Linked DNA regions of Mus musculus: regions 1, 2 and 3 are each linked to region 4. Evidence: chromatin contacts called from public Hi-C and HiChIP or PLAC-seq data. All regions are on one chromosome and are shown on one strand. Each heading gives the region's core, a stretch centred on a gene start, on an enhancer-like site or on the middle of the called end of the contact. The rest is flanking DNA. Distances are from core to core; before and after follow the strand shown.

Region 1 (2,896 bases), core at 341-2,840, 240 kb before region 4:
TACAGTACATGCAAATTGCCTTGGTTTGACTGATATTGTCCACTGTAGTCACCTTCTTTGATATTTGTTGTTCTTCTTATTTTCCTCTATTGTGGCTCCCTTGCTTCTTTTGATCTTTAATAACTTCATATCATATGAACACTGAACTGTATAAACATTTAAATTATTTTCTAGTGTGTATGTATCTTTATCATAAAGACACCTCCAACAGCTTTGTTCTATGAAACTAATGACAGACAGAATTTTCTTCTATTGTTTGAGACAGGATCTCATGTATATTCTAGGTTGCCCTGGAAATTACTATGTAGGTCAGGCTGGCTCAGACTTGATATGTAACACAGGTTGGCCTCTACTTTATTATCCTCATAACACAGGTCTCAAGTGCTAAGATTACTGGCATAAAAACCATACCTAATATACTGAGTTTGAAATAAATATTAATATTACATACTTTAAACCTGAAAGAAATGACCTTTTTGAAAAGTAAATTAAGGTAAAGAGATGAGTAATGAGAAGAGTTGATGGTGGTGATGTTTAAATAGATGCATTTTTCTTGTATACCTGATCTGATGATAATTATGAAGAACCACATAATCCAATATATGTAGTTAATATCATGAAAATTAGTGTGTAGATCTTCTTTTATGATTATCCACTTTCTAAACCGCTTTTAAGCTCTGCTAGAGCAAGGGTACTGAGGGAAAACAGGCATTTCTATAACATACAGAATTTAGGAACAGAAAATAAGTTCACACTGATTACAGAGAACAGATAGAGTTTGTAGTAGTTTTAAATCTGGTATGGATGATAAAGCAACATGCCATGCAAATCTTAGTCTGAAAAAGGACTTAGAAGATCCTGCAGAATACAGGAGTAGAGGGATGAGATTCCTGTTGCACAGAGTTGCAGGGATAGTGCCACAGAAGTGTGCCTTTCTGGACAGCTGATGAAATTTACTGCAGCTTTCCCCCTGGGATCTTACCCTGGGTTATAGGCCAGAGTGCTCACTAGGAAGGGTATGTATGCATCAGGGTCCTCATGCCTTGGACAAGGAAAGCACACAGCTGGCAACGCTAGCAATGACCAGATCTAGTATTCTGCTCTTCTCAGTGTACTGTTCTTGGCACTGCAGTTCATTTCTGTTCCATTTTAGGCTTGGAATGTGCTCATTATCTTCCGACTGTGCTCTCCCCCACTTCTTTTACTGATTAATCATCTTTCCTAGCTAATGTCATGGACCCAATAGGTCACCAGTTCTTTATTTTATTATTGAATTAATTGCCTACTTGGAAGTGCATTTTTCTACATTTCTATGGCTTTTTTTTGAATTTTTTGTTTAATATAATTATTCCTGTGATATCAGCTGACTCATTTCTACTGACATATTTTGTAGAACTCATGGAGTACTTGGCAGAACTACTTTGAGTCACAAATACTAAAGTAAACAATACATAGAGAACATTTAACAGACTTTGGCACCAGCCAAGCAAGCAAACCAAGAGATGTAATCTCTTTCTAGAGTGGACTACCCAATGACTAATGGAAAATTACAGAGATCACTTCTAGCTTTGACATTCCAACAAGGTGAGACTTTCACAAGAGATCAGGCATTAGTATGTAATAAATAACTAGAGCATGCAGGCAGAAAAACAAGCCTTGGATAAACAACGTGTGTCAGGAAGGTTCTACCTATTTCGTCATTTCTATTTCTATTTCCAGAATTTGGCTGGAAGAACCATTCAAAGTACATTCTGTAAAGACATCTTGGAGGGGTATTGTTGTTCTTTTTGTTTTTGTTTTTGTTTCGTTTTTGGTCAGGAATCTATGAGAACTATAGCAGTAAGTTTCCTGATTCCGTTTCATGAGGAAGCTTCTTCTTGAAGTAGATGGTAATTAACGCAGAGTTGCAGCTAGACATTGTACAGTGAGAGACTTTGGAGTGCTCAGCCCTAAATGGGATGTCCTATAAAACCCCTCCCTTCGAGGCTCAGGGCTTTATGTGGAACAGGAGACAGAAGGAGCCAAAGAACCAAAAGTGATGGGTGACTCCAATCCAACATGGCCAAAGCACATATGGATGAATTCAGAGAGACTGTGACATAGCATGCATCAGCTCTGCACAGGTTCAAACCAGACAAAATCCCATAGAGTAGTGAGCACGAAGTTGTACCTTAGCCACAAAGCTATTTACAATTGATACCAGCTGGAAAAGGAAACAGAAGCTTCTTTGGTGGAATTGGACAAAGTACACCCCCCCACACTCCAGGGCAGGCCTTTCCATGATCCTAACTCAAGTCCTCGTTCATTCAAATCCAGAGTTAACTTGAGTTTCTATTCAATATTTTATGGTCTAGAGACAGTTCTGGGAAAAATACATACTAAATTTCAAAAAATAATATACAACTCCCTTTTTATTATTCTCATCCTTAAACACCTTTGTTTACAGGAGAAAGCAGAATTGGACAGGGAATTCAAGACTATCCAATAGGTAGTTAGAATCTAAAGAAATATTTTAAGCATAATTTGGAATAAAATTTGCTATTATAAGTATTTAGCTTTCATTGTTTCATGCCAATCAGTGGGTGGAGCTTAAGAATTAATCCAAAGTGTTTCCATTTGTTCACTTATCAAATGGTATTGAGCATTATCTCTGTGTTAAGGGCTGCTCTAGACTAAAGGAAAATAAACATAAGCAGGGGTGGGTCTTGACTCCACTCAGCTTACACATCTGGGAATGCAGGCAAACTGGTTAAAACAGAGGACTGCCCTAAAAATGTCAAACAGTAGCAAGCTCAACAGAACAATGAGAGTCAGGGCAAAAAATAAAAGAAAGATGAGTACATTATTAATTTATGTGAATTCTTGTGAGGTTCTTCACTGGTACTTCAGTAGAGAG
Region 2 (2,700 bases), core at 189-2,688, 210 kb before region 4:
CAGGAGATAGGGCAAAAGGTAAGAGAGGAGATTATGGACTGAATATGAAATGTCCACCATAGGTCATGTGTTTGAAGGTGTACCCCAGTTGGTGGTTCTGTTGTGGGTAGTTGTGGGTTTTCCCATTCCACTGTGATCTGACCATCTTCTCTCTACAGGCCATGACCCTCAAACTGCCATCTTTTCCCACCCTGATGCTCCACAACTTCCAGACTGTGAGTTAGAATAAGTCTCTGCTCCCTCATGCCCTTTTTGTCAGGTCTCCATTTTACCACAGCAGCGAGGAAACTGCCGAACCCCTGGGAGTATGGAACTCGAGATCCTGACAGAAAGGACAATTGGAATGTTTGTCAGTAGTCCTGATGCTGATGCTAATCTTTTTTTAGATTTTCTTTATATTTTAAATAAAGGAGGCTACTTCCAATAGCATATATATTTAAACTATCTATACAATTATTTCTTTTTCTACCTTATGTATTGTAATTGTTTTTGGGAAGGTAGAACCCCAATTTGTACAATTATTTTGAACCACTCACCCACTAGAACCCATGTCATTTGAGCACATGAAGATATATATTTCAGACTATCTTCAAAATATACCTTCTCAGGGTTTGGCAAGATGGCTCAGCAGGGAAGAGTACTAGTTGTCATTTCAGAGGACCCAGGTTCCAGTCCCAGCACCAATATGGCAACTCACAGTGGTTTGTAACTCCAGTCCAAGAGGCTATGATTCCCTCTTCTGGTCTCTGAAAGCACTGCACATGTGCAGTGTGTAGACTTACATGTAGACAAAACATCCATACACATAAAATGAAACAAAATATTAAAAATTAAATTTGTATTTACCTTTAAAACATTAATTTTCAAGTTAAAATTAATAACAATTTTAGAATTTCCAATTGTTTAATACCAGGTCTTGAGCACTAAAAAGGTGAAGACTAAATATCATATTTACTTTTGTTACCAATTTTTGTCTTAATTATTAAATATCTACAGTACTAATGATATATGATTGAAAACAATAAAAATAAGTTAGTCTCATGCAGAAAAGTTCCAGCCTAATGTTGATCTAATTCCATGTCTTAGCTTTACAGTCAGTATGTAGAACATTAGTATAAAAGCTGAGGCTCAACTCATGGCACAATGTGTTTCTTAGTGCAAGTAGCTATCATTTCAGGTCCAGTAAGCAAACAGAGACCAGTCATTCATTCCATGCAGCTTGTGATGAGCTGCCATAGAGACCACTCATTCATTCCATGCAGCTTGTGATGAGCTGCCAATGGAAAGAAATGTCTCCCCTTGTTCAACAAGCTTCATTTCAAACCAGTGACTTGAAGGTGAAAGGTTGTGGATTTTGTTATCAATCATCTGAGCTACACACTTGTCTGGCAGCAGAGCACTGACTCAGACAGGAAGAGGCAGGGAGAGTGACGGGATTCAAATCATTAGTGCATCATCCCACTCTACTTCAGAAATACCACATACTGCAGATGATATAATCACTATGGAAAATAATCTCCCTTTTATTCTAACATGTGGAATGACACAGGGAAAATGCACCGAATGGGGTTTTCTGCAAATGGCTGTGCATTTGGTAAAAAAATGTTCATCTGCTGTTTTTAGGTCTTCCTCCTCCTCTGTGACTGTCAAACAATGGCAGCATGATGGATTGCGTCACCCAGAGCAGATCCCCTGTGAACAGGCGCTGGCCTCTGTTTAATAGCATTACAGGCCTGACATTACACTCCCCGTTAAAATGCTTGGAGAATAAGTTATTTTACTTTCTGACCACATGCTCACTCTTTGTTTTTTAAGCAAGAAATATATGTTTGGAAACTTAAAAATAATGATTGTGGAGATTAACTGGCAGAAAATTCAAGAACTTCGGTGAGAACCCTCTCTTGTTTAATGAGGACAATTCATTTAAAACTTTTCTTCATGACAGAAAAAGGTGAAGGCAGAATAGGGCCAGATGCCAGGTGGCATTAAATATTTAATAAAACCTAGCAATGCACTCCGGTATCTCTGAAAACCTGAATTTTAATAAGTATTGTGTTGGGAATGTCTTTTCTAGAAAGATTCCAAAATAACGGGTTTCAACTATGAATGTAGGTAAGTTGCTTTCTTTGTGACTTGTTTCACCTCAGATGTGAACACAAAGGGACCTGGGTTATGCAGCTTATGTGACAGTGCAGGACAGGCTTAGAAATGGCTAAAATAATAACCGTTAGAATGTGGAGAGTTTATTTTACTTATAGAAGTACCAGAGCTAGTAATAAACTTTGTAAGAGTACAAAACCAAGAGGGAGAGCACACACTTAGAATCCCAGCACTCAGGAGGCTCTGCAGGATAAAATCACAGCCTGGGCAGTGTAGTCAGACATTCTTAGAAAATCAGGCAAGCAGAGAGGAGAGCAAAAATCCACAAAAACAAGCAAAAAAAAATATTTTAGTGCTATGAAGATATTATATTTCCAAAGCATTGGGTCTAAATGAAAGTATAGTCAATGAAAGAATAAAAACACATGTGTTTTAGATTTATTTTCATTCTCTGTCTCTGTCTCTCCTTCTCCCTTTCCCACTCCCCCCCGTCCCCTTCTTTCTGTGTTTTCAGGGCACCTGATACACTCTTTTACACTCCAGAAACACTCACACTTACATGTGCACACACATACTGAAACTGGAGTTAATGACAGTGGC
Region 3 (2,700 bases), core at 54-2,553, 260 kb before region 4:
AAATGATACTAAGTGATTCAGGTCACCCCAGATGAAGGAAATTCATATCTGCTTTTCAAAATCTGAATGCTACTTGTTGAATTCACTCACTGTGTAGACAGCAATATTAAATTTAAAAACTTGAGTCATATAGAAAAGGAGTAAAAAAAAATGAATAAATATACTTTCAGAAGTTCTGTGTACACACTGTGTACCATAGCTCAGAAATATCAGTGATTGTGACTTACACACACACAGTATCTTACTGTGGCTCAATGACAGCGAGTCAGAGCCAAGCCAACACTTGGCAGCCACAGGTGCACAGGGGTGAATTGTAATCAGTACCGGCTCCTTACACTGTGACCTTGGAAGCTTTGGAGTACACAGGGTGGTTTAGAATCAGCTGACACTAGACAACACGTGGTGTCATCACAGGGGTGAAAACTGTGTCCCACAAATGGGAGCCTTTATGGCAAAAGGCTAGGGACAGCTAAGTGGTTCTGGTCTCCGCTGGCTGCCTTACTCAGACCCACAGTAACCTTGACATATTCTGCTGAAGGTGGGTTTGGGTACACACCAGATTAAGCAGTCACTTGAATCCTAGCCTTCTTGCTTAGCTTTTCTTGAGGCTATTGACAAGTGTAACCCCTGTCATTTTGGAAACTTACTTGAGGTTTTTAAAGGGAGTGGTAGATCCCCTTCGTCTCCTCCCCGGGCTCTCAATGTTTATACCGCGGTCTTGTGAACTCAACACGGTTCTCAGATGCTCTAGAAACTGGGAAAAAGATAAATTCAGCAGCGCATGCAACTGAGATGTGTCACCTGTTTGTGTGCAGACCTGGGGTTAGTTCTGAGGGGCTCAAGGGAGACGGAAACGAGCGCTTTTCAAAGGGCATCACAGGCAAACAAACCCCCGGAAGAAATCAACATCCGAGTCACCTTGCAACTACAACTGTCAAGCCCCAGAGCTACTCGGCCGCTCAGATCAAGGGCCCTGGCGCCGCCCGAGCCACCCCGGGAGCGAAGCCAAGGCCCCCGCGGTGACAACCCCGCACCCGGCTCGCCGCGGCCTCCCTCACCGCTCGGGCAGGGGACGTGGGCCCCACGGCCCGGGTCGCTCACCCGCACGCGGAGTGCTGCGCGGTCCCGGGATGCTCCGGTGCGTGCGGGCCGCAGGACAGGGTCACAGCGTCCCGGTCCCGGGGCCGGGCCGAGCGCCGGTAGAGTGCAGCCGGGAGAGCTGCGGGGGAGGGGTAGCACAACAACTGCATCAGCTGAGCTCCGTACCGGGAGAGCCTGCGCGTGCGCTTGCGCAGTTCGCCCCAGGAAGGAGGGGCTAGGCCCTGGAATGGACACTACGCATGCGCACTGTCACCGGTTTGAAGGGAAGTTGCCAGGGTGAAAGCTTCTGGTTTTGTCACCTGTCTCTTCTCTAGACTGGAAAGTTTCAAAATAGTACTAATTGCGCCTGGCTTACGAATAATCGGTTTTCCCTTTTCCCCTCCACCAGGCTGATTCCTTTTGTAAAGGGGAGGAATGTGCACCGTCGCAATTTTGAGCGATCGTGTTCTCAAGTCTAGATTTGCAGACACAAAACTTCCTTCCTGGGGTTAGAATGAGCCGGTTGGTGCACATTTCTGGCAGAGTTGCAGGCCAGAATTTTGTTATTGAGTTTTCATTTAGAAATTAATGTCACCGGGAAGACGCACCCCCGCCCCCGCCTTGGTTTAATCTTGTTTTGATTTTGTACTTAAATTCACATTATTCAGTGCATGCAATAAGAGTTGTACCCCAAAGCTCATGACCAAGTGAGTTGTTAAAGGAGTGTCCCAATCCATGCACCTCATTGTCCAGTCATAATTTACAGTGAGTTGAGGCTACAGTGGCTCATTTTAGTGGCTCGCCAGTGTTATAGTCAAAGGTTGTTATGACCTCTTTTCTGTCTTCCTGATAATCAAGATGTATTAAGTGGCTCATAAGATTCCTGGATGGGATTATAATAAGATAAAATTGAAAGCAAGAACAGATGCGGTTGCTAAAGGAGTTTAATAGCTTCCCTATAAATGGGGTTTCTGGTGAAATTCCTAGAAAATTAACAGAGTTATAACTGGGAAGTAAGCATCTCTTAATTGTGTTTTTTTTTTTTTTTCTTTTTCTTTTTTTTTTTTTTTTTTTTCCTTCTCTACTGGAAAAAAGCAACTGCACTGGGCGAGGAGCTCCCAATTTTGTCCCGCTCTTCTAAACTGCCTTGTATGTATTTGGAAAGTATTTTGATTTATGACCATCTTCTATGTATATAAAAGTTTCATGAAATTGTTATCACATTGGGACATTGGTATTTGGAATAGCCCAAGTCTTTGTTTTCAGGTCATGGTTCCTCATATTGGCTTTAGAATAAACTCTTTGTCCTTTTGAGGTGAGAGCTGTGTATTTTCCATCTACATAAGCAGGATGTTTTAAGACTATTTAAAACATTCACCTCCTTAGGTCCGGCAATTTCACTCTGTGAGATTCATCCTAAATTATAATGAGAATTCTAAAGTAAAGTTGTGTGCAGTGTGTAACCAGTTTCTTAGGATTTCAATAGAGTTAACAATAGCTTCGAAGTAGACCATGGCAACTCTTATAAAGAATACATTTATTTGGGGTTGGCTTACAGTTTCAGAGGTTTAGCCCGTTATGCTCCTGGCAGGAAACATGGCAGCAACCAGGCAGACATGA
Region 4 (2,912 bases), core at 13-2,512:
ATCTTCCAGATCAGGGCCTTAATGCCCTTGTTCTGCTGATACTGTATTGTCACGTGATTTCATGGTGATGACTTTCTTATTGTCTGTGAGGTAAGAACTGTGCGGATTCCGTGTTTCCCAGGAAGCACACCCATCAGCACCCTCCCTCTCCAGTTTCAGCCTAGTATTGTGAAGCTAAATCTCAGCAATGCAGAGACCAACTTAATCTTCACAGCTCACAGTCATACTTCAGGCTTAGGTAACCTTTTCCTCATTTAGAAGAGAGATGCACACCTCTCCAGCTAAACTCGTATTTCTTATCTTTCATTCCCAGTCCTGGTGTGGTCCTTTTGTAAAGGTTGCCGGCCATGGTGATGTGCATGCAGAATTAAATCTCTAGTTTAATTCTACCAGAATTATTCAGTCATCTGGTTCAGCTTTTTCTTGGGAAAAATGAGAAATGTTTTGCTTTTTTAATCACAATGTCTGATTCAAAATATAACAATATGGAAAATATACATATACATACTTCCCAATCTTTCTTTTTATACTTCATTGGATACTTTTGTAATGCAGTGATAGCACAGGGGAATGCACAGCTACTTACTCTTCCACATTATGTCCGTGCTACTACTCTAAGACTTCATGAATTATTTAGGGTAAATAATGTTTGGTAATTTCTGTTCTTTTTATTTCCAAACTTTGGATTTTCTTAAATTTTTTGGATATGGAACTATTCAAGGCTGCATTACTTTTCTTTTTGTATGTATTTTCTCATTGGTAGATCATATCAACTTGCATAGTTTCAAAGCTTTGTTCTTTTTGATAAATTCTAATCCTCTATGTTAGCCACGATATCTTTCATAGCTTTAGTTGTACCACTTTTAGAACTTCTTAGATCAGCATTTAAATGTTTGTTTTGCATTGCTAACTTCAGTAATATTGTAGGACCCCAAGAAGGAGCCCCCCCCCACTCAAGTCTCGAGGCGCAGGGTTATCCAAAGAAACACGAGAGACCTCCTTGTTGCAAAAGCACGAGGTAGCTTTAATGGCGGAGCTCCGGGTTAATACATATCTCACGCAGAAGACAGAGGAATTGCCCCTGAGACTCAAAAACTCGGGGTTTTTATAGGGTAGGGATTACAGGCTAGGAAGAATTGGCATGGTTACATACGATTGGCCCATTCAAACATCAGCAACATGATTATGAGTCAGCAGAATAGTACGTGCAGGCCTGGGCGTATAAGGATTCTAAAGTCAGGGGCTTATCTGAGTTGACAATGCATCTGGTTAATGTTTCAGCTTTTAACTATGCTCTCTATAAAAAGGGGTGGGGGGTGAGCAGGAGGTGCTGGGCTGCCAGATGGTCAATGAGTCAGCCAAAATAGTCAGAACCAGTTCCTGCATTCCTTCCCTTATCTTTACAACTGGGTAACCTAGCTTCAAGATGGACTCGGGCATGCCTGGGCTATTTGACATACATTACATGAATCACAGGTCTCAAGTTTTATTTCCTTTCGATATGTGTTGTGTCCGGCCAGCAGATCACAGCCTGGGTTCTGGCATAGAAAGGCATTTTGGAAACCTGGAAGAGAAGAGGGGCTAGGAGGTGAGAGAAAGAAATGCAGCTAAGACAGGCATTCTGATCAAAGCTCAATTTTACTGTTCCACACACAGTTATGAAGCAGGGGAAGGGGCCCGATTCCCGCCAATTAATCTTGGGGTCCAATAGCAGGGTGACTACGTGCATTGCTCCGAACAGCAAAGAGGCAGGTTCCAGCAGTGGGCATACTTGATTTTGGTTCTCTTCTTTTTTTTTTTTTTCCCATGTGTGTAAGTATATGTGAGTATGTGTGTAAAGTTTATGTGTACATGTATATGCATGAAGGCCAGAGGAATGAGTGGACTGTCCTACTTTTTACTTTCTACCTTATTTCTTAGGGGCCTGGAACTATTTTGCTGGAGGCTCAGCTCATAAGCAACAATCCCTGATGAGCCTTCTGTCTCTATGTCACTCAATGCTGGGTTACATGGTTGCATAGCTACATACATGCACTGAACCAGTCATTACAAGAATGTTGGGATGAAACTCCTGATCCTCATGGTTATGCAACAAACATTCTTACCTATCAAGCAGTCTTTTTAGTTCTTGTTTCCTTTTGCTGCTGTTTAAATAATTATTTATTTATTTTTGAGTACACTTAGATATACAAGAAAAGGGCAATGGATCCTATTACAGATGATCGTGAGTTGCTGGGAATTAAACTCAGAACCTCTGGAAGAACAGTCAGTGCTCTTAACTGCTGAACTATCTCTCCAGCCCATTTCTGTTTTTCTTATCCTTGTTGACTTCAATGACTTTTCTGAATTGCCATTTCCAAGGTGCACTGATCTGCTTTCATTGATAATGTCATAATTTCTTTAATACTTAATCTTCAGACAAACCCCAAAGCCCTTCTGATTGTTTTAACGAAATATATCAAATGCACTTTTATTTTTCTAGTATACAAGTTTCCAGACTTACTATGGCATGACTAATAGATTTATCACTTGACTATGGTATAAAAAATGTCATGCACTCAGTTGAAATCATATTTTGAATTTTGGTCATATTCCTGGTCAAGAATATGTAATATGATTCTCTTGTGCAATGTAGGACAGAAAAACCAGCCACAGTGGCCAGCTCTCAGTCATTTCTACTTTGATGAGGTTATAAAATGATAAAGTGTGCATTGTGTTGCTGAGCTGTGATATCCAGCAGGGTAGGTGATGTAAATGCATATTCAAATTATGATCACTTCAGTATTGAGTGGGTTTATCAGTGTATGATCTTATTTTGAGTTGAGGAACATTGGTACTCACTGCCTTGCTGGGATCATCTCTACTGGCCTTCATAATAACTCCTATGTGCCTGAGTCCTCTTAAAGGCACCA

The links. A called contact is a pair of places that touch in the nucleus more often than the background predicts. HiChIP or PLAC-seq counts read pairs in DNA pulled down with a chosen protein or histone mark.
Region 1: a FOXA1 HiChIP or PLAC-seq map of pancreatic cancer cells shows a contact between it and region 4. The contact joins two enhancer-like sites. A contact is called at or near these places in 1 of 15 datasets of contacts at CTCF or cohesin (the NIH/3T3 cell line) and 2 of 115 datasets of contacts at active chromatin or transcription factors (embryonic stem cells and pancreatic cancer cells).
Region 2: a contact with region 4 is called in a Hi-C map of the N1E-115 cell line, with 4 times the contacts expected there. The contact joins two enhancer-like sites. A contact is called at or near these places in 1 of 15 datasets of contacts at CTCF or cohesin (the NIH/3T3 cell line) and 5 of 484 Hi-C or Micro-C datasets (3T3-L1-derived adipocytes, the HPC-7 cell line, the N1E-115 cell line and 1 more).
Region 3: a FOXA1 HiChIP or PLAC-seq map of pancreatic cancer cells shows a contact between it and region 4. The contact joins the promoter of Tmem106b here to the enhancer-like site in region 4. A contact is called at or near these places in 2 of 39 promoter capture datasets (the 3T3-L1 cell line and 3T3-L1-derived adipocytes), 2 of 484 Hi-C or Micro-C datasets (the AtT-20 cell line and embryonic fibroblasts) and 3 of 115 datasets of contacts at active chromatin or transcription factors (bone marrow-derived macrophages, embryonic stem cells and pancreatic cancer cells).

The regions. Positions count from the first base shown.
Region 1 is chr6:13,051,220-13,054,115 of GRCm38.p6, reverse strand. No RefSeq gene overlaps it. Among named protein-coding and RNA genes, the nearest start is that of Tmem106b, 17 kb to the left of the region's middle. Within about 2 kb of position 1,590, at least 58 of the 459 cell types and tissues checked have an H3K27ac peak or open chromatin away from gene starts, as enhancers often do. A contact at or near this core is called in the NIH/3T3 cell line and pancreatic cancer cells, where this site is marked.
Region 2 is chr6:13,020,424-13,023,123 of GRCm38.p6, reverse strand. No RefSeq gene overlaps it. Among named protein-coding and RNA genes, the nearest start is that of Tmem106b, 48 kb to the left of the region's middle. Within about 2 kb of position 1,438, at least 26 of the 459 cell types and tissues checked have an H3K27ac peak or open chromatin away from gene starts, as enhancers often do. A contact at or near this core is called in the N1E-115 cell line and the NIH/3T3 cell line, where this site is marked.
Region 3 is chr6:13,068,362-13,071,061 of GRCm38.p6, reverse strand. Tmem106b (transmembrane protein 106B) reads right to left here and starts at 1,303. Exons shown (of 9, transcript NM_027992.3): 1 at 1,102-1,303; 2 at 648-754.
Region 4 is chr6:12,812,376-12,815,287 of GRCm38.p6, reverse strand. No RefSeq gene overlaps it. Among named protein-coding and RNA genes, the nearest start is that of Thsd7a, 65 kb to the right of the region's middle. Within about 2 kb of position 1,262, at least 48 of the 459 cell types and tissues checked have an H3K27ac peak or open chromatin away from gene starts, as enhancers often do. A contact at or near this core is called in the N1E-115 cell line, the NIH/3T3 cell line, embryonic fibroblasts and 2 more, where this site is marked.